Regions from separate parts of the Mus musculus genome. Here regions 1, 3 and 4 are each linked to region 2. The links are chromatin contacts, called in public Hi-C and HiChIP or PLAC-seq maps. All regions are on one chromosome and are shown on one strand. Each heading gives the region's core, a stretch centred on a gene start, on an enhancer-like site or on the middle of the called end of the contact. The rest is flanking DNA. Distances are from core to core; before and after follow the strand shown.

Region 1 (4,148 bases), core at 52-2,551, 130 kb before region 2:
GGCCCACTTGTCCAAAGTCTGAGTGTTTGTAAACACCTGTCTTCACATGTATACACACACACACACACACACACACACACACATACTTGACATTTAATCATAAACATAAATTTCAAGAGTCCCTATTCTCTCTCTCTCTCTTTCTCTCCGTGTGTGCGTGTGTGTGTGTGTGTGTGTGTGTGTGTGTGTTCAAGAGAGAGAGAGAACATGCTACAGGAGCTTATTTTACCCATGCATGTACATAATGCATGCTAATAAAATGTCTATCAAAAGACCTATAGAGAGGGCTAAGGACGTGGCTTACTTGAGAGATTGGTTGCCTGCAGGCTCGAAGTCCGGGGTTTGAGCTCCAGCACCGTGTACGCCTGCTGTGGTAGTATATCAGCAAAAACCTAGCACGTGGAAGGCAGAGGCAGAAGGCGGCCATCCTCAGCTATGCAATGAACTCAACCCTGTCTCATAAATAAAATAAAAGAAGAAAAACAAAAGACTCAAAGAAGAAGCCAAAGACACAAACATCAACACGTCAAGCAGTCACCTGAGTGATGCCCGGCAGCCCTGAGAGATGTCAGGCGTGCTGGTGCGTGCATGCATGTGTGTGTGCACACCTGAATTGACTTTTCAATTCTGTTTTATATACAAGTCTGAAGGGTCTCTATCTATGATGCTATGGACAAGAAGCATTCTCTATTTCAGAGCTTTTTTCAGACTGTGGAATACTTTTATATGTATAAAGAGATAGATGTCTTGGTGACAGGACTAAAGTCTAACCCTGAAATTCCTTATGTTACCTACCCGCCTCAGACACAGCCCGAGGGTAATCCTATAAAGTATTTTTAGTGGGCTCCCATTTTCACTGTGATCTGTCAAATGAAGCAAGGACAAGAATTTTCCACTTGAGGTGTCTGTCAGCACTCAAAGAAGTGCTGGAAGCCAGGCATAGTGACACAGGCAGGTGTGTGATCTCAGTGCTAGATAGGCCAAGGCAGAGGATTAAAAGTGAGCAGCCCACAGGGGCCGGGCCCTATAGTAAGACTCTGCTTTGAAGTAAAAGAAAGGGGGAGAGGAAGGGGAGAGAGGGATTTTCTTTAGTGCTGTAGCCGCTGCAGTGGGCACACCTCTATGTGAGTGCCTGCTCTGCCACTCATGGACACACGTGTAGCTAAGAAGGATGAAGGAGGAAGGGGGAGGTTTGAATTTTCGGAACTTTATATAACAATTGTCTGACCTGCTGCTACTGGGTCAGGGCCCAAACTGCCAAGACAATGAGGCAGTGTTTTTCACAGGGCAGTTTCAGAGCCCCTGCACCCCAGGGGCTCCTCCCTGTGAGGTTCCTCTTCACTGCTGCCCAGCCCAGCCCCTTGCAAGCTCTCAGCTGTGTTGGGTTCCACCCTGTCCTCTGCCCTCTGATAGATGGTTTTCCCAAAACAGAAATCTACCCTGTCCACGCCCCTCTTAAAGCCTCTGCCTGACCCCCAACCCCTTCGGCAGAGGGAGGAAGTGGGGCTGTGGGGATGGTGGAACCTTCCGGGCCTCCTGCACTCTCTGCTGCTGTGTCTGCATTCCTTCTGCACATGGAGCTCCCAATTGCCACACCACAGGTGACCCTGCCCTCCTAGACATCCTCTCTAAAACTATGAACAGTGACCAAAACATACAGTAACTGACACAGGGGTGACCTATTTTTCCCAAGGGCAAAAGGAAAGGGAATCCAAAGAAATCAACATTCAGATAATTTCAGATGAGGCAAGGGTTTTAAATAGGCATTTATTTATCTATTTTTATATGTATGAGTGTTTTGCTTGCACGAATGTCTGGGTACCACATGCAAGCCTGGTGCCTACAGAGGCCAGAAGAGGGTGTTGGATCCCTGAACTGGAGTTTCAGTTGGTTGTAAGCAGTCCTTTGGGTGCTGGGAATCAGGCTTAGGTTCTCTGGGAAAGTAGCCAATACTTTTAACCAAGGAGCCATCTCTCTAGTCCCGAGGTAACGGTTTTTGTTTTTGTTTTGTTTTCAAAGAGCTATGTATAATATGTGATGTGAAGTAGTAAAAATAATACCAAATAGGTTTAATGTAAAATTTGGTTATAACTACAAGCTGAGATTCAACACAAAGGAGAGGGAAGGGATGGATCTCCCACTGCCTTCTCCAGGGCCCAGCTCTGCAAATGACTGGAACTTGACACTATCCTATCGCGTGAAGTAACATTGTGTGTTCTCTTCCATCAGAGGTTTCTAGATCCAAATCTTTAGATGTGAGTACAGATCCCGTAGTCACTCCAGAAACCAGGAAAATAAAAACAGGACCATACATGAGAATGGGGAGTGGGGGAACAATAGAGAAGAGCAGGATACAAATGATCTGACTGGGGATCTGGGAAAGGGGGCATCTTAGTTGCTGTGAGGAATCGCCATGACCTAAAGCAACCTGGGAGGAAAGGGTTTACCTGGCGTGCTCTTCCACACTGCCATTCGTCACTGAAGGGAAGCAAGGCAAGGAGCGTTGGAGTTGTTGGTATGGAGTATACAAGAGACTCCCAAAGCATACAGGATATGGCTATTGCCCTCCAGGTAGAAGATAAACCCCTATCACTGAAGGCACCGTGCACTTCAGAAACAAGAGATGCTCCTGAGTGAGAATTGACCTTAGTGTCTCCTCCCTGAGGGCTAGCTTAGTAACTGACTAGCTAGTCAATACAAATGGTCAGCTCTGAAAACATACAGACAAGTAATATACTACAGACCAAACAGGTTATATTTATGTATTTGGGAATATACATGTATATACAAAAAATATGTATATAACAATAATCAATGAGAAAAAAGAAGCCATGAATTTGAAGAGGGTGAGGAAGGGTATATGGGAGGGCTTGGAAGAGGAAAGGGAGATGATATAATCATAGTATAATCTCAAAAATAATAGAAGAAATTTAAGTAAGACATTAGGCAGAGGACTGAATCATGAGGGCAAGGGTCTAGTGAGGACGATTATATGCTCATGAAAGGGACTGACAGAGAGTCATTGTTTCCCGTTGGAACTTCCAGCCATAAAGATACAACATTCCTCTTTTCTGAGAAGATACAGCCCTCACCAGAGATCTGAACCCAATGCCATGGTGATCTGGGACTTCCCAGATCTGTAAGAAATAAGTCTGCTTTTTGTTTTTTTGTTTAGTTTTGTTTTTTTGTTTTGTTTTGTTTTAAGTACCTTCTCAAAGACTATCATAGGGACAGCACAAAACAGATTAAAAGGGTGAGGTAAAATGTAAAAGATGAAGTTTACCAGTAGGTGTGTTTAAATATATTTTGTCTGTATGTGTCTGGTATATAAAATACAAATACAACAACTGAGTGTAATTAGCAACAGTTGTGGAAATTTTCCTGAACATTTCCCATACATCCGTGTTGAGAAGAACTTGCTGTAATTATGGCAATTGAAGACATTTACAATTTTTTAAAAAAATTAAAACCCGACAGTAAAGAAAGAAATTCTACACCTATGGCTGATGGTAGAAAGCTGATAGAGAATAAATATAAAGTAATTTTTGTGGTCTTCCAGCTTGATTCTGTTGTTTATATCACATTTTTAGGCTTAGAAGTATAAGGAGAACTTTAAGAAAACTTGAAATTTGGTGGCAGTAAGACAATTTAAAGAGAATTTGAAAATTTCAGAAGGAAACCGAAAGTTCAGGGACACACATATTTTCTCAGCGGTTGGGAAACTGATGCAGGAGAGTTTCAAGTTCAAGCTCTCTCTCTCTCTCTCTCTCTCCCCCTCCTTCCCTCCCTCCCTCCCTCCCTCCCTCTCTCATACATGCACACACACACCCTTGTGCACGACTACCTTGCATTAGCAAGCTAGCATGGACTGACAGCTCTTCAAATACATTTCAGCAAACATGAAAGTGAAGGGTTTGGAGAAGACATAGAGCAGTAAAAGAAGAAACGGGGATCAACAGAAGAAAGAACTACCTTGAGGAGTAAACCTAACTCTTTAACTGCTTCACTCAAAAGAAGAAAAAAGAGAAAGAAAGTTCTTTCGTCACTCACAAGGAGTTCAGACCCTGGTAGCTGAGCATTCCACAGACTCCTGTAACTCTGGCCTCAAGAGACCCGATGCCCTCTCCTGGCTTCTTCATATGCACATG
Region 2 (4,198 bases), core at 1,360-3,859:
TGACCAGGGCAAAGCAGCCCTCACCTGTCCAGACACGTGAATGTGACAAGGTGCAGTGGTCAGCGATCCTCACTGGTTAATCATCAATAGCTGCTTCAGAGGCCCCTGCTCACCCCTCACCACGGTCTGGCCTTGCTGTTCCCTCCATTCACGGCCAACCTAGAAGATGCCGTGGGATTCTGCTTAAAGCCAAGTCAAAAACTATTCTCTACCTGGTTAGTTTCCACACATGACTGAGACAAAGGTGAGCGGATCCACTGCAGGTCCATGAGTCCTGTTCCCTTCCCGCTGTGTTCCCACTGGTACTGAGCTCCTCGTGGGCCCAAGCGTTGAAACAGGAAAACGTGGGGGAGCTGGGATGAAAAGAGTATGGTTTAGCTCCAGTGCTCACCTTACAAAGGCAACGTGCAACAAGGGGTACATAAACTCTTTCTTAAGATCTGCTAATCAGATGCACGTATAGCCTCATTTGAAGAGAATCTCCATCAAGCCCTTCCTAGCTCTTTTCTAGCTTCCTCTGTCCCCCTGTCCTCCCTTCTCCTCCCTTCTCCCTTCTCCTTGCCTCTCTTCCCCTCCCTTCTCCTTCCCTCTCCCCTCTCCCCCTCTGGAGAATACACATACACAAATAAATTTAGCATTTCTTACCCTAGAGGAGCCTCTGGTCTAGTTGGTGAGAAAACAAGAAACAAGGAGGGATGGCTGGAACAGAGGAGGAGATGAGCTAGCGATACATCCTAATATTCCCAGCACCTGTGACCATCAGCCAACACACAGCCATTAGGCGAATCTGTAGAAGCAAGTTAGGGAGCTAGACGCTGAAGCTGTAATCATAACGTGGGCACTAACCCTCAGGAGAAATTGTTCAATGGAGAAAGTGAAGCAGTTCTGATCTCCAACCTATCTTTTACTGGCCAGCTTCCTACAATGATTCTAGAAGCTTCTGTCATCCTCACTGAACAGGGGCTCCAATTGACTGGAAACTGTACGACCCATGAGAAGCTAAAGGTGCCAACATCCTTCCACCCCTGCCTGCTGCCACTACCTCATCTCCTCTTTGATTCATCTTTAGATGTGCTCAGGCCAAGGGAGTTGTACCACCCCATCTTGCTTGGCCAGTTATTCCACACAAGCTGATTCAGCACATCTCTCTCTCTCTGAAGGGCTGGACACAGATCCGAGGCTCTCTTCCTTAGAGACACTCCCTCTTAGACTAAGACTTACAGTTAGAAAGGAGGTGGGGGTAGTAGCAAGCGAGCGTGCAACCTTCCTCTGCCCAAGCAAGAGCAGTCAGGTCTGCCCGCGGCAATGTGCCAGCTTTACAGGGAAAGCATGTACCTTCAGCCATGGTCCTTTCATTGAAAGCCAATCCTTCGACCAGACGGGCCTTGTCAGAATGAATCAGTCTCTTCACTGCGTGTAAAGCTAATCTGAAGGAACTTTGTGGGGATGTGCCGTTTTCATTCCAAACCTGGCAGCTGTAGGACTCGGGTTGCAAGTAGTAAGGTGAAGCTAGCTGGCCTAGGTATCCCAAAGCGTAGCTAGCTCTTGTGAATGTCCACCGTAACTCCTCTCAAAACTATCCAGACAGCCAAGCAATGTGGAACACCGAGCCCTCAAAACCCACGAACAGCTTGGCGGAGAGAGGTAGATGCAGGCTGCCCAGGTCTTCCCAGCATCCTGGACTCCAAGAGGGATGGGCTTGCCTAACCTCTTCTGCTCCCCCCCCCCTTCCGCATCCCCTGCACCGGCAGAATCTGGGTGCCCCTTCCTTGCAATGCTTTCAGTTGTGGAAAAGAGGACACAGAGAGCGGGGGCACAGGCAGAGAACCCTCCAGAGACTGTGACAAGTCCACTTCCAGGCCAGCCCTGGAGACGCACCTCTACATCTTCTTCTGTCCTAGCCACTGGCACCCTGTTCAAAGTGATCGAATTAAATCGGGAATTCAAAGAAATAGAAGCCAGAATTTGGCCAGCCCTGGCGGCGCCCTCTGTTAGTCTGCCTTGAACCCGAATTCTAGATGCCTCAGCTCACTGCACTACGGGAGAGGAGTCTCCTGTGCGCTACTGGAAGCTGCAGGCCAACACAAAACTGTACCGTCCGTTTATCTAACACGCACACACACACACACACACACACACACACACACACACAAGTATATATAATATTACTACAGCGAAGCTTCGAATATAACAGCACACTTTCCACTAGTGAGAGTAGTAAGAGCAACATCAACTCTCTTTCAACATCACCCAATCCCCCAAAAGCGAGTAGCTGGGACTTGGAGCTTTGCGACCTGCGTCCTGGGTGAAGACACAGGTCTACCAGCTCTGTTCAGGCTGCGCTCGGGACAGGACACTGGAAGAGCCTTGAGCTCAAAGAGAGCTGGGGGTGGGGTGGGGCGGAGTGGGGTGGGGAGTGACCTAGGCTCCAGGAGAGCTCGCGACTCGGCGGGCCCTGACGGCTCTGGGTGCCCGGAGAGCCCCGCCCGTGGCGCTGGGGGTGGCGGGCTACTGGGAGCCGCCTCCTCCGCAACTTTCTCAATCGCTCCAGGGTGAGAGAGGCGGGGTGAGGGCTTTGGTTAAAAGGCGCCGCGGCCAACAGGTGTCCAGGATCGCAGCGCGCGGCGCGCTCCGCTCTCCCAACTCGCAGCCAGTCGGCGGCGCTCCAGTCCACTGAGCGCAGCCTCCACCGGGACCCGCGGCGACCAGCACAGGATCAGCCGGCGACCCATTTCGGACCAACCCAGGAGCGGCCCCGGGACCCGCTTCAGACCTGCTCCTTACCGGGGACAGCGCCTCGCCGCTTCCCGCCACCCAACGCTGCACGCTCCTCCGGACACAGGTGCGACCGCCAATCCGCGCCACCGAGTCACACTGGTGTAACCCGCCCCCGACCGCAACGCCCCACGGTGGCTGGGGCGCGAGACTCAGCCAGTAGGGACGCGTGAGGTGCGAGGAGGGGTGCGGGCCGCCACGGTCCTGGGAAACCGAGGCCGGAACGCGCTGCGCGGTCCCTACGGGCCACCGCCACCCGTGCATAGGGACCCGAGCTGTGAACGCGTTTCTTCGGCTGCAGGCGTCTGGCCCGGCTCGGGGTTGGAGCCGGCTGCTCTCACCGCCGCGCACAGCCTGAGCCGGGAGGTCCCGCACAGCGCGGGGTGGGGAGGGACGCGGGGGCCAGGCTGTTCCGCGCACGACTGCGACGTGTCGCCAGTATTCCTTCGCTAGAATTTTCCCGAGGCCTCCTGGCTGCGTTGTCTGCCGCCATTGAAAAGTTTTTAGCTAACCGAAAGCTGAGCAGGAAAACTCAGTTTCATTTGTTAAGCAGGAAGCCTCCGTGGGAAGACACTGACCTTTACCACCTAAAGCACTGGGGTGACGTGGGCGACCGCCCAAAACGCGCGGCCGTAGCCGCTCCCGCGAGCTGGGGAACCCCAACCTGCACTCGGGTGGAGATTTTGATTGCTTTTTTTTTTTTTCTTTCCTTAAATGCTTTTTAAGGATTTGCGTCCAGGCGGGACGTTACAGCTGGAAGGGAAGGCACAGGTTCACAGATGGCGTGCTGCTGAGAAACTTGTCCCTTAGGACAATTGCATCAGCCCCTTGGTGCTGCCTCAATGGAAGGGAAGGGAGCGTAGGCCTAAATGGGACCCATTGCTCAGGTCCACGGGATTGTCCTGAGAAGCCTGGCTCAGTCATGGCTACACTTACCCCGGAGTCCTTTGGGAACTATGGGCAAAGCCAGTGAATTATGAGAAGGGTGGAGGGTGCGGTGGGGTCAGCATCTAGAGGCAGTCCACCAGCTCCCCGAAGTATCCTTTAAGGCAAATAAGGGTCATATGCAGTATATACTATAAACATGGAGAAGCTCCCTTCTACTCAGGAGCGAATGATTCACCGGTTCAAGGCAATCTCCAGGTGTCCCATGCCAGGTAGGGACCTGCGTGTGACCTAGTCCTAAGGCCAGCCTGGAAATCACCTCCTACACCACAGTTGAATATTGACGATTTCACCTGCTGGCTTAGTACTCCTAACCCCTTTGTGAGGTCAAATTTTAACCTCTCCTTCCACTTAGAAAGGCCATTTAAGACAAGCAGCTGCAATCAGATATGCCGGGACCCACAGCTATGTCCCAGCTATTTGGTTTTCTTTTGGAGTTTTCTCTCTCTCTCTCTCTCTCTCTCTCTCTCTCTCTCTC
Region 3 (4,506 bases), core at 1,068-3,567, 160 kb before region 2:
AATCCAAAGACTGACAAGTTCCTTCGCCTTTGTGCCCCTGGCACTGAGACCCATAGCTGGCATCAAGCAGTGCTCATTGGTGTCTGAGTATGAAGTGAGTGGAGTTCCATGAGGGGCATGAGTTGAGGCACACTCTTGCTGGGCTTGGTGAGCAGCTGGAGCCTCCCCCACTCCCCACCCCAGATCCTCCCCTGTGGCACTTTAGGGGCTTCATCAGCACACACCAAGTATAGCTCCTGTGGAAAGGTGATTTCTCATGTGGTCAAAGCCGGCAACACTAGAACTTCTTGTGAGAAAGGGAATTTTCCAGAGAAAGGAGAGCTGGGTCAGTCTCCAGAGCCCCTTGAGGTCTTGATCTGTCAACTGGGGAATAACAGGCTGTTAGTTCACACATGGAGATTTTCATAAAAACCACCTGGGAGGAAGGACCTCGAAATGTTAAGCTTGCTTATTTCTGAATAGTTCTAATTGTGTTTGTGTGTGTGTGTGTGCATGTGTGTTTTCCTTTATACTCTGGCTTTTATCACAAGCATGTATTATTTTTATACTAAAAGCCATAGTGCAATTAACATTGGACCTCCTGCTCTAGGGACTCTCAATCATCAAGACCAGAGTTTGGTGGACATGACCTCCATCACCCTCCCCTGGCTGGCTTCCCATGTATGACAAACCTCAGTAAACTAATTCAACCATGTACAGATGAAGCAGTATGCAGTAGAGAAACCAAGTATCTTGACATATAGTAGATGATCTCAGCGCAGAGTGCTGGGGTCTAATGCAAGATCTTACTGAACATTCAGTAACTTACCACTAATTGCTCAATACCATCACAAACACCTTCATCACTCTCACCACTATCTCTGTCTAAATACTACTATCACCACCACCACCACCACCACCACCACCACCACCACCACCACCACCACCACCACCACCATCACTATCACCGCCATTACCACCACTGATTTAACCTAGTTCCTGCACCCCCAGCTTTAGGAAGTGTATGGTATTGTAGGTGAGTGTAGATGGTGGGGAGGGGAAGTTAATTAGCAAGTAAACAAACTTCCTTAGATGTAGATGAAACTTACAGGATTCCCAAGGGACCTTCTCCAAGGTTATGGAAGCAGCAAGCTTACTGCTTGTGCTGGAGGGCTGGCAGACCTCTCTGGGATGTGGAAAGGAGACTCTAGACCTATGCTACTCTGGGAAGATGTACACAGGCAAACACAGGCTCCAGCCTGGCCTGGGAAAAAGGAGCCTCACCAAGGGCAGCCAGGAGTCACCATGACAATTGGGGAATGGACTAGGAGAGAGGAAGACAGATGAGTCAGGAAGCCATTTTAAGATGAGGCAGAATGCATTTCTTCATTGCAAATAAGAGCTCCAATCCATGGGACTTAGACCATGGGGACATGTTGGTGTTCAGGCAAGTCTTGGGGTCTGATGTTTAGCTCATGACACATTCTGTGTCCTCATCACCCAGTTGTGAATTCTGATGAGAGGACAGACTTAACCTGAGAACAGATTTCTGAGCTGGATGGTCCCCTTCAGAAGAGTGGGAAGCCAGCTGCTGCTAATGGGAGACAAGACCAATGTAGCATGGACTTGAAGATTAATGCCATGCAACTGTACCTTGTGGATGGCTCGGAGAAGTCACAAAACACGGAGGTTAGAAACCTGGACTCTGGGGCCAGACTGCCTGCCCTCTGCAGTAGGAAGCTTTGTGCAAGTTGCCCAATCCTTCTGGACCTTGCTTCCTGTTGTCTTGGTGTCTTATGTTGATATGAGATTGTTTAGTGTCTGGGGCTTATAATGCGAGCCCAGTAGCTAGCAGTTGTAGGTAGGGTCACAGGGGCACAGGGATGGCCTCAACAGCATACAACCCCTCATGGTTTTACATGGTGTGAGGCATGAGTCTGGTCTCTCTCAACCTTCTAATAACACTGCTGGAAACTCTGTCTACCTCCCTATGCATTCTGGGTGACTCTGGAGAGATCTGTGGGTCCTTCTCATCTCTCACTGACAGGAAAGGAGGTGACTCTCCAAGTCTGGATTTCAAACTGTCTCTGCCAGTGTCGCTTTTCAGGGCCAACACCACAAGATAAATCAAGAAGAAGAGAAAAATAATTTTTGTGGTGCCGGGGCTCAAAACTATAACACATGTTAGGTGAGTGTAGTACTACTGAGCCACACCCTCAGTCCTAAGAAACTTGTGGTTGGGACTTTCACCTGTTGCTTGGATCTGAGCAGTACAGACCACAGGGTAGGAAGCTTAGTCAGTCATTGTTTCTCAAGATCCTGTGGGCTGAGTCAGATTTTGAGGTAAAAGTTAACCAGGTTTGTCCATGCCACGCCATGCCACACCTCAGCTCTAAAGTCAGCACTTAAAAGCTGTCCAGAAAGAACACTCTGTATAGATAGGACCTTCAGTGCCAAAAGGACATCTGCCACTGTGTCCCCAAATCCTTCCTGCCCAAAGCCAAAGGCTGTAGAAGGGAAGGGAGCTGGGGCCTGTAGAGGACTGGGTCTCTCTCAAGCTCCCCTTCCCAGCCTTTTATCTTCCTAGTGAAAAGGTGTCTCCTCGCTGGGGTGGGGTGCAGAGAGGGGGCTCATTTGCACCTAGTAGAGATAAGCTACCTCTTCAGCTTTCTGTAGGCTTTCGACTTTCTGTATCTTCTATCAGTTCAGGTGCAAATGTCACCTCCTCTCTGTCACCCTCCAGCACTCTGATGTAGAATTCATGTCCCAACCAGAATTCTGGCTTGTCCACCCTGACATAGGGCAGGGGTAGCCTTGCCTGGTGGTTAGCCAGCCAGACTGCAGGTAGTCTCTGGCTTCCATCTAACCAATGCCACTCTCCATACCTACATGACCATATTAACTGATCCTTTTATCTTTCTCTTGTCTTCTCTTTCTTTTTGAAAAACGGCCTTTCCATTTTGTGTTCTCAGTGCAGTCAACAGCATGAGGGATTTTGTTCATCTTCCTCCTCCTCACCTGCACGATTCTTCCAAATAACTCCATTTCATCTCGCTTACATCCTTGAAGCCGACTGGGAAATGTCCCTGACGTCGGAATGTGTCTCTTATCCTTCAGGCCTTTTGAGAGGATTCGCAGGAAGATGCCTGGCCATGTGGTATTTTAGACAGAAAACATTTTCTTGAGTCTAAATGATGGTAAAAAGGAGAAACACAGGTTCCTAGTGTATGTGCGCGCACACACACATGCGTGCTATGTATATGTATATGTGTCAGGTACACATGCCTCTATTTGTACGTGTGTAGGGGTCAGAGGTCGACATCACTTGTCTTCTTTCTCCATCTATTTCTTCAGACAGTGTCTAACCTGGAGATCTATGATTTGGCTAAATTACCTGCCCAGTGGCCTGTAAGGACCCTCCCGTCTCTATCTTGCAGTGCTAGAATGGCAAATGTACATCTCCCAACCATCTGTCTTTTACATGGGCTCTTGGGAGTTAAAACAGCTCCTCCTTCTTGCATGACAAGCACTTGCTGAACATCCTCAGGTCCACCATCATTCCTTTTTATATTTGCTTGCTTTGTGTTGGGGAATTAAACCTTGTGGATACTAAGCCAGGGCTCTACCACTGAGCTACGCCGCAGGCTGGACCATTCTCAGTTTATTAACAGGAACACAGGGTGAAAATGTGTTCTCCTTGAATAAGAAGTGGGTGCGATGCTTTATCTGCATTTCCAGTGTGAGTTCGTGGTAGCTGCTGCAAAGGTGATCAGTGAGGCTTTTAAATTCATTACTAGTAGTATAAGCTCAGGAATGTATCCTTTACTAGGCTATAGCTATGACTCAGGGATAAGCATCATCCATCATTGGCAACCGAGACCCTGATCCTGGCTCCAGAGGTTTTCAATGCAGGTTAGTGGTTGAGAGCATCTTAGCTTGATGGTATGTCCCTTAGAGTGCACACCTCTATCTTTGCAGTCTTATTTTATGTTTTCTGTGCTTTGAGGAGATACATATCTATCATATAGCTGTATACATGCATATATATTTGTGTGTGTGTGTGTGTGTGTGTGTAGTTGTTTTCTGTTCTTGATCCAAATTCCAAGACAGCCATTACTAGGAGTGGCCAGAAGTTGAGCATCTAGTCATTAGTTTATTTAATGAGTACTTGTTGAGAATCTACCTTGTTTAGATTCTATAAATATGAGGAGATAAAACAGTCTCCTGGGTCTTGAGTGCCCCGGCTGCTGGACAGAGTGAAGGCGCCGTCCAAGTGGAGTGGCCACAGACTGGCAGAGAGACAGGATGGCCTCCAGGGGGTGTGACACTGGAAATTCAAACAAAGTCTCAGACATACTGAAATGGGAAAGACCTTCCCTTCCCTCTGAGTTCTATCTGATGCTTCGGTTCAACAAATGGAATAAAATGACATGCTAAGCAGGTGCCCCTCTAGGGAGCTGCAGCAGCCCTGGGACATCCTTTCCCAGAATGAGTCAAGTCTGTCTCCTGACGTCTCACCCTTGGTTC
Region 4 (4,645 bases), core at 1,791-4,290, 210 kb before region 2:
GCCTGTCCTTTGAATTGCTGGGAGACTTGGTGAGTAAGGGCTATGGAAGCAAGTGTCCCAGCAGGCTGCTTGGCAGTCCTTCCTTACGGGCAACACTCTCCTGGAAAGAGAGGTATAACCTCCTATCTGTCAGGAAAGCTCAGAGAATTTCTTTCTGGCCAGATAAAGGCAGGAGAACGTTACGGTTTCTACAGTAAGCCTTGGATAAGGAGTTGTGGATCAACAACCATAGCCTAAAAACAATACACACATCCTACCCCGACACACAGCCACACGCTAGACTCTCTTGGTTCTATGGGACCTTGTGACACAGGTCATCAACATGGGGTCTTTACCCTACGTTCTTGCTACTTTCAAGGGAACTCCATGACTGCCTCTGCTCTAAGGCACACACCACATGACTGGTCAAACACTCATGTTTGACTATTCGTGTTGACACAGTCTAGAATTACCCTGGAAATCGAGGGTTAGAGTGTCTATATGTGTGTTAGACATTTCAAATCTTGTTTTATGTTTTAAAACAAGTCTCACATAGCCCGGGATGGCATCAAAGTTCTGATCCAATTGCCTCCGGCTCTCGAGTGGTGAGTTTATGTGTGTTTCCCTCCATGTCTGGTACATAGTAGAAATTTTTGACCCAACAAAACCACCAAATAAGACCATTAAAGAAAAATCAGTGTGGTTTCATTTTTTCAAAAAGAAAACAATTAAAAAAAATGAAACAAGTATTCAGTACATAATAGGAAGAATTAGGACTCTCTCTTTACAGAGGTGAGAGAGGGATGTGGTGTGTGTGTGTCATCTCATCACTGAGAGGCAGAGGTAAGAGGATCTCCAAAAGTAGGTGGCCAGGCCAGAACCAGATTCCAGGCCAGTCATGGCTATCCAGCTAGATCCTATCCCAGATGAAGTTACAACACAAACAGGCTGGGGATGGTGAGTACCTGCTTAGCTTGCAGAAGGCCAAGTGCCACAAGGCACCAGGCCTGGTGCTGGGTGCCTGTAAAATGGGAAATGTAAGGTAATCTTCAGCTCCACAGTGAGGCCAGCCGGGGACACATGAAGTGTTGCCTCAAGCAAGAGCAGTGTGTGTGCTCTTCTCTTCAGTGCATAGGTGAGGAAAACAGATCAGATAGATAAGGAATCAGGAAGAGAAGCAAGCATGGAATCTGGCTGTCACCATTAAATAAAACAAATGTTGTGGCTTTAAAGTGGATTTTTAACTTATTGGAAATAGCAGAGTGTCTTCTTTAAAATGTAGCATGGTGGTACAGCCATAGGCAGAGATGGGGTTTGCCTAGGCTACCTAGTGAATTCTGGACCAGCCTGGGCTACAGAGTGAGATCCTGGTCTGGTCTACTGTGGTTGGGCAGCTTTTTTTTTTTTTTTTTCTTTTTCTTTTTTGTTGTTGAAAGTTTAACCAACTTGTAACCAAGTATAGTGACTCACACATGTACTCCTAACATTTGGGAGGTGGACAGGGAGACAGAGGGTAAAGTCAAGGCTAGCCTGAGCCACATGAGATCCTGTCTAAACAAACACACAGACCCATAAACGCAAACCAAAAAACACCCTACAAGAACAAAGAAACCTCAGTGACTTGTATTTAAGAATGTCACTTCCCTTGAAGCTCCATCCATACAATGGCTTAGCACATGGCACTTAGACTGACATCACCTCTTCCTCCTAGGAAAGACTAGAAATACCCTAGAGCGATGACATAGGGATGTAAGTGAACTGTTTTTATTCTATTATTTTTTTCATGTCAAGCATTTAAATTCTAAATAAATGATCTCATAAAAGGTACAGAAGTATCCCTGGAATGAGGATGGGAGAAGGTACTCAGAGGGATGGCGCTGAACCACATTTGTTTCTGAGGTGCTGTGAGGTCACCGGAGGCAGGACTGCATTTTCGAACAGACAGCATTAATCTCTATAAGCAGAACACCTAAGCTCAGGGAACTGACCTCTCACCCTCTCTCCCAGCTGCCCTCCCCCACCTCCCGCCTGCCCAGGAGGCTCTGCTCTGCTGTTTCCCTTGGGAAAATCTCTGGGTGTAGTTTGTTTTGGATCATTGCAGGAACTTCTAGGCTAGCAGAGTGAGCACCTTTAATACCCTCAAAACCAAGCAACCAAAAACACTTTAATTTGATGTTCAGGGGTAAATGAGCTCCTGGTTTGGGCAGAGTACCATTCATTTGGCTGAGAGGTTGGTGTTGAAAATGAACATCTTTTCCTTTTGACACCACTTCCTCCGGAGCAGGACTCTCCTCCTCTTCCTCTCTCCCTTTTCCTGTCTATCTCCTCAGGAGTGGCAGCCTGATGATAGCTTGTAAAGGCTGCGCTCTTGGGGAAGACACTGAGGAGAAAGTAGAGGCGGTGATGACAAGGTGAGAGGGCCTCACAGTCTGCCTGCGCTGTCTGAATTCTGCTCCCCTCCAGCCCAAGAGTGTCTCCCTGGCCTTCCCAGTCGGCTTCCTCCACAGTCAAACCCGCTCCTAGAACCACGTTGTGTGTAAAATACTTCAGGCACTACAGTCATATGTGGGTTTTCTTGGAAAGCACATTGAAGTTTTCATCCACATATTTTACATGAGTCACAGGATGCTATTTAAATTGTGTGGGGTGACTGGGTGAGGCAGGGTGGGGTGGGAGCCATTAAAAAAAAATCAAAACTCAGCAAAACCTCATCTTTGCCTTTCATGGCAACCGTCTGTGGGACTGCGTGTCCTGTGGCCAGCAGGCAGGACTTGAAAAGCAGGTACTTGTGCCCTCTCTGGGAACCAGCCCAGTGAGCTGACCGACTGCCACTGCGCAGATTCACCCAAGTACAGCCCTGAAAGCTCTCAACCATCCGGGTAGCTTTAACTGCCGACCAGACACTGCCATTTGCCTGACATTTACTTTTATAAACGTTGTAGTTAAAAAAAAGTATACTCATAACTCCATCATTCAGTTTCCTCTGTTTGAGAAGGGAAGGGGCAAAAGCAGCAGTGTTGACGGTTAGCCTCATCTAATGTCTGGGTCTGGAGGCTAGTGAGAGTTGGACAGGGATGTGACTCAATTGTCAGGCCCTGAATTAGATCCCTAATGCTGCATAAGCCTGAGGGGGAGGGGGAGGGGAGGAAGTGGGAGGTCAGGAGCTGCTAGAGTTTCACATCAGCCTTTGTTACATATCGAGTGGGAGGTCAGCCTTGACTACTGCCTCAGACCAAAAAAAAAAAAAAAAAAAAAAGGAGGCTGATTTCGACAGCCATTAAGAATTCTTAATTGCTGCTGGTGGTGGTGCGTGCCTTTAATCCCAGGACTTGAGAGGCAGAGGCAGGCGGATTTCTGAGTTCCAGGCCAGCCTGGTCTACAAAGTGAGTTCCAGGACAGCCAGGGCTATACAGAGAAACCCTGTCTCGAAAAACCAAAAAAAAAAAAAAAAAAAAAAGGAATTCTTAATTAACAATTAAGTTTTGTCATAATCTACTTCCCAAGTGTTCATTGCTTGGTTTTGCTGCCCAAATCTGGGCACGCCTGCGGTATTGGTTGTGTGTGACCGGATCGTTTGTTAGATGTGGCGTTCATTCCCATTCCCTCAAAACGAAGCAAATCCAAACAAACAAACAATATAAACCAGCTCTGTAGGGAGATGTGGTCAGACTTTAATTAGGCAGAGGCAAGCTGGTTGCCTGCTGTGGTGATGGCAGCCACTGAAGTATTTCACACAAAGCAGCTTTTTATAGAAATGCACCCCTCCAAGGCAGACTGACTGGAGAAGCAGGAGGGTGTGGAGGAGAGACAAGTGAGTGGCCACACCCCTCTGCCTTAGCTATCTGACCCATCTATACACCCTTCAGGGCAAGGAGGGCGGCAGCCTTTGGGGTCTGAGGTCCTGACTAAAATGAGCTACCTTTGTGGACAGCAGGGAGCTGAGCCCAGCGTTTGACATGGCTTGAAGCCTGAGGTCTGTGACTCCATCCATCTCACACAACTGGGCTACCACAGCAAGAGCAACCAAATGTCAAGCCAGCAGGCCACTGGAAACCCTTACATAATTGTAGCAGGTTTGGGTTTCCTCTGGTTCAAGTTTTCTTGCCTCTGTCATGATCAAACGATTTGGAGAAAAGGCATAGAATTTCAGAGGAGAATCTGCATGACAGCGCACAATGAGGCCATTCTTTTCGGGGCTCACAGGATCTCTGAGTCGGCCTTCACCTCTGGCTTGACTCCAAGGCTCCATTTAAACTGAACCAACCTCACAGACTTAAGTGATCCAGGAGGGACTCAGTGGGAACGGCCAGCCACTGTGGCTCTTTTTCCTTTTTTGATAAGGGGACAGAACACAATGGGCTTTACAGTTCTTAAATGACTCTGTTCTTTGGTTCTCTTTGAGATGTGACGCTCATATGGCCCGATTATACTTTTAAAAGGTTTAAACACACACACAGTGTGGACCCCTTCCCTTTTGAATAAAACTTTAAGAAGAATATTTTTTAAGAATTTTAATTTTTTTGTGATGAGTGTTTTGGCTGTGTGCATATCTGTGCACCTGTGTGTTCCTAGTACCCACAGGAGCCAGAAGAGGGCACTGAATGCCCCAGAACTGGACTTACTGATGGCAATGAGCTACCATGTAGATGCTGGGAACTGAGCCCAG

Evidence for each region. Hi-C and Micro-C count contacts between places; a contact is called where the count stands out from the background. HiChIP or PLAC-seq counts read pairs in DNA pulled down with a chosen protein or histone mark.
Region 1: a Hi-C map of rod photoreceptor shows a contact between it and region 2, with 2.8 times the contacts expected there. The contact joins the enhancer-like site here to the promoter of Gjb2 in region 2. A contact is called at or near these places in 2 of 39 promoter capture datasets (hippocampal neurons and liver), 2 of 484 Hi-C or Micro-C datasets (embryonic stem cells and rod photoreceptor), 2 of 115 datasets of contacts at active chromatin or transcription factors (embryonic midbrain and neural progenitor cells) and 4 of 9 other capture datasets (adipose tissue, embryonic stem cells, liver and 1 more).
Region 3: an HNF4G HiChIP or PLAC-seq map of pancreatic cancer cells shows a contact between it and region 2. The contact joins the enhancer-like site here to the promoter of Gjb2 in region 2. A contact is called at or near these places in 4 of 39 promoter capture datasets (embryonic stem cells, epiblast stem cells and liver), 5 of 484 Hi-C or Micro-C datasets (the HPC-7 cell line, epidermal suprabasal cells, gonadal supporting cells and 2 more), 7 of 115 datasets of contacts at active chromatin or transcription factors (embryonic stem cells, kidney, pancreatic cancer cells and 1 more) and 1 of 9 other capture datasets (embryonic stem cells).
Region 4: a contact with region 2 is called in an H3K27ac HiChIP or PLAC-seq map of embryonic fibroblasts, with 5 times the contacts expected there. The contact joins the enhancer-like site here to the promoter of Gjb2 in region 2. A contact is called at or near these places in 15 of 39 promoter capture datasets (the 3T3-L1 cell line, 3T3-L1-derived adipocytes, the HPC-7 cell line and 9 more), 1 of 15 datasets of contacts at CTCF or cohesin (pro-B cells), 3 of 484 Hi-C or Micro-C datasets (cortical neurons, embryonic fibroblasts and epidermal suprabasal cells), 18 of 115 datasets of contacts at active chromatin or transcription factors (the NIH/3T3 cell line, acute myeloid leukemia, embryonic fibroblasts and 8 more) and 1 of 9 other capture datasets (pancreatic islet).

What each region holds. Positions count from the first base shown.
Region 1 is chr14:57,231,789-57,235,936 of GRCm38.p6, reverse strand. No RefSeq gene overlaps it. Among named protein-coding and RNA genes, the nearest start is that of Gm23593, 100 kb to the left of the region's middle. Within about 2 kb of position 1,301, at least 10 of the 459 cell types and tissues checked have an H3K27ac peak or open chromatin away from gene starts, as enhancers often do. A contact at or near this core is called in rod photoreceptor, where this site is marked.
Region 2 is chr14:57,103,113-57,107,310 of GRCm38.p6, reverse strand. Gjb2 (gap junction protein, beta 2) reads left to right here and starts at 2,609. Exons shown (of 2, transcript NM_008125.3): 1 at 2,609-2,842. It overlaps Gm32912 (a long non-coding RNA gene), which reads right to left and starts at 2,646. Exons shown (of 5, transcript XR_383459.4): 1 at 646-2,646; 2 at 213-353; 3 at 1-24.
Region 3 is chr14:57,266,307-57,270,812 of GRCm38.p6, reverse strand. No RefSeq gene overlaps it. Among named protein-coding and RNA genes, the nearest start is that of Gm23593, 65 kb to the left of the region's middle. Within about 2 kb of position 2,317, at least 17 of the 459 cell types and tissues checked have an H3K27ac peak or open chromatin away from gene starts, as enhancers often do. A contact at or near this core is called in pancreatic cancer cells, where this site is marked.
Region 4 is chr14:57,315,311-57,319,955 of GRCm38.p6, reverse strand. The region is part of intron 3 of Cryl1 (crystallin, lambda 1); the gene reads left to right. Among named protein-coding and RNA genes, the nearest start is that of Gm23593, 16 kb to the left of the region's middle. Within about 2 kb of position 3,040, at least 77 of the 459 cell types and tissues checked have an H3K27ac peak or open chromatin away from gene starts, as enhancers often do. A contact at or near this core is called in the NIH/3T3 cell line, the SN4741 cell line, embryonic fibroblasts and 4 more, where this site is marked.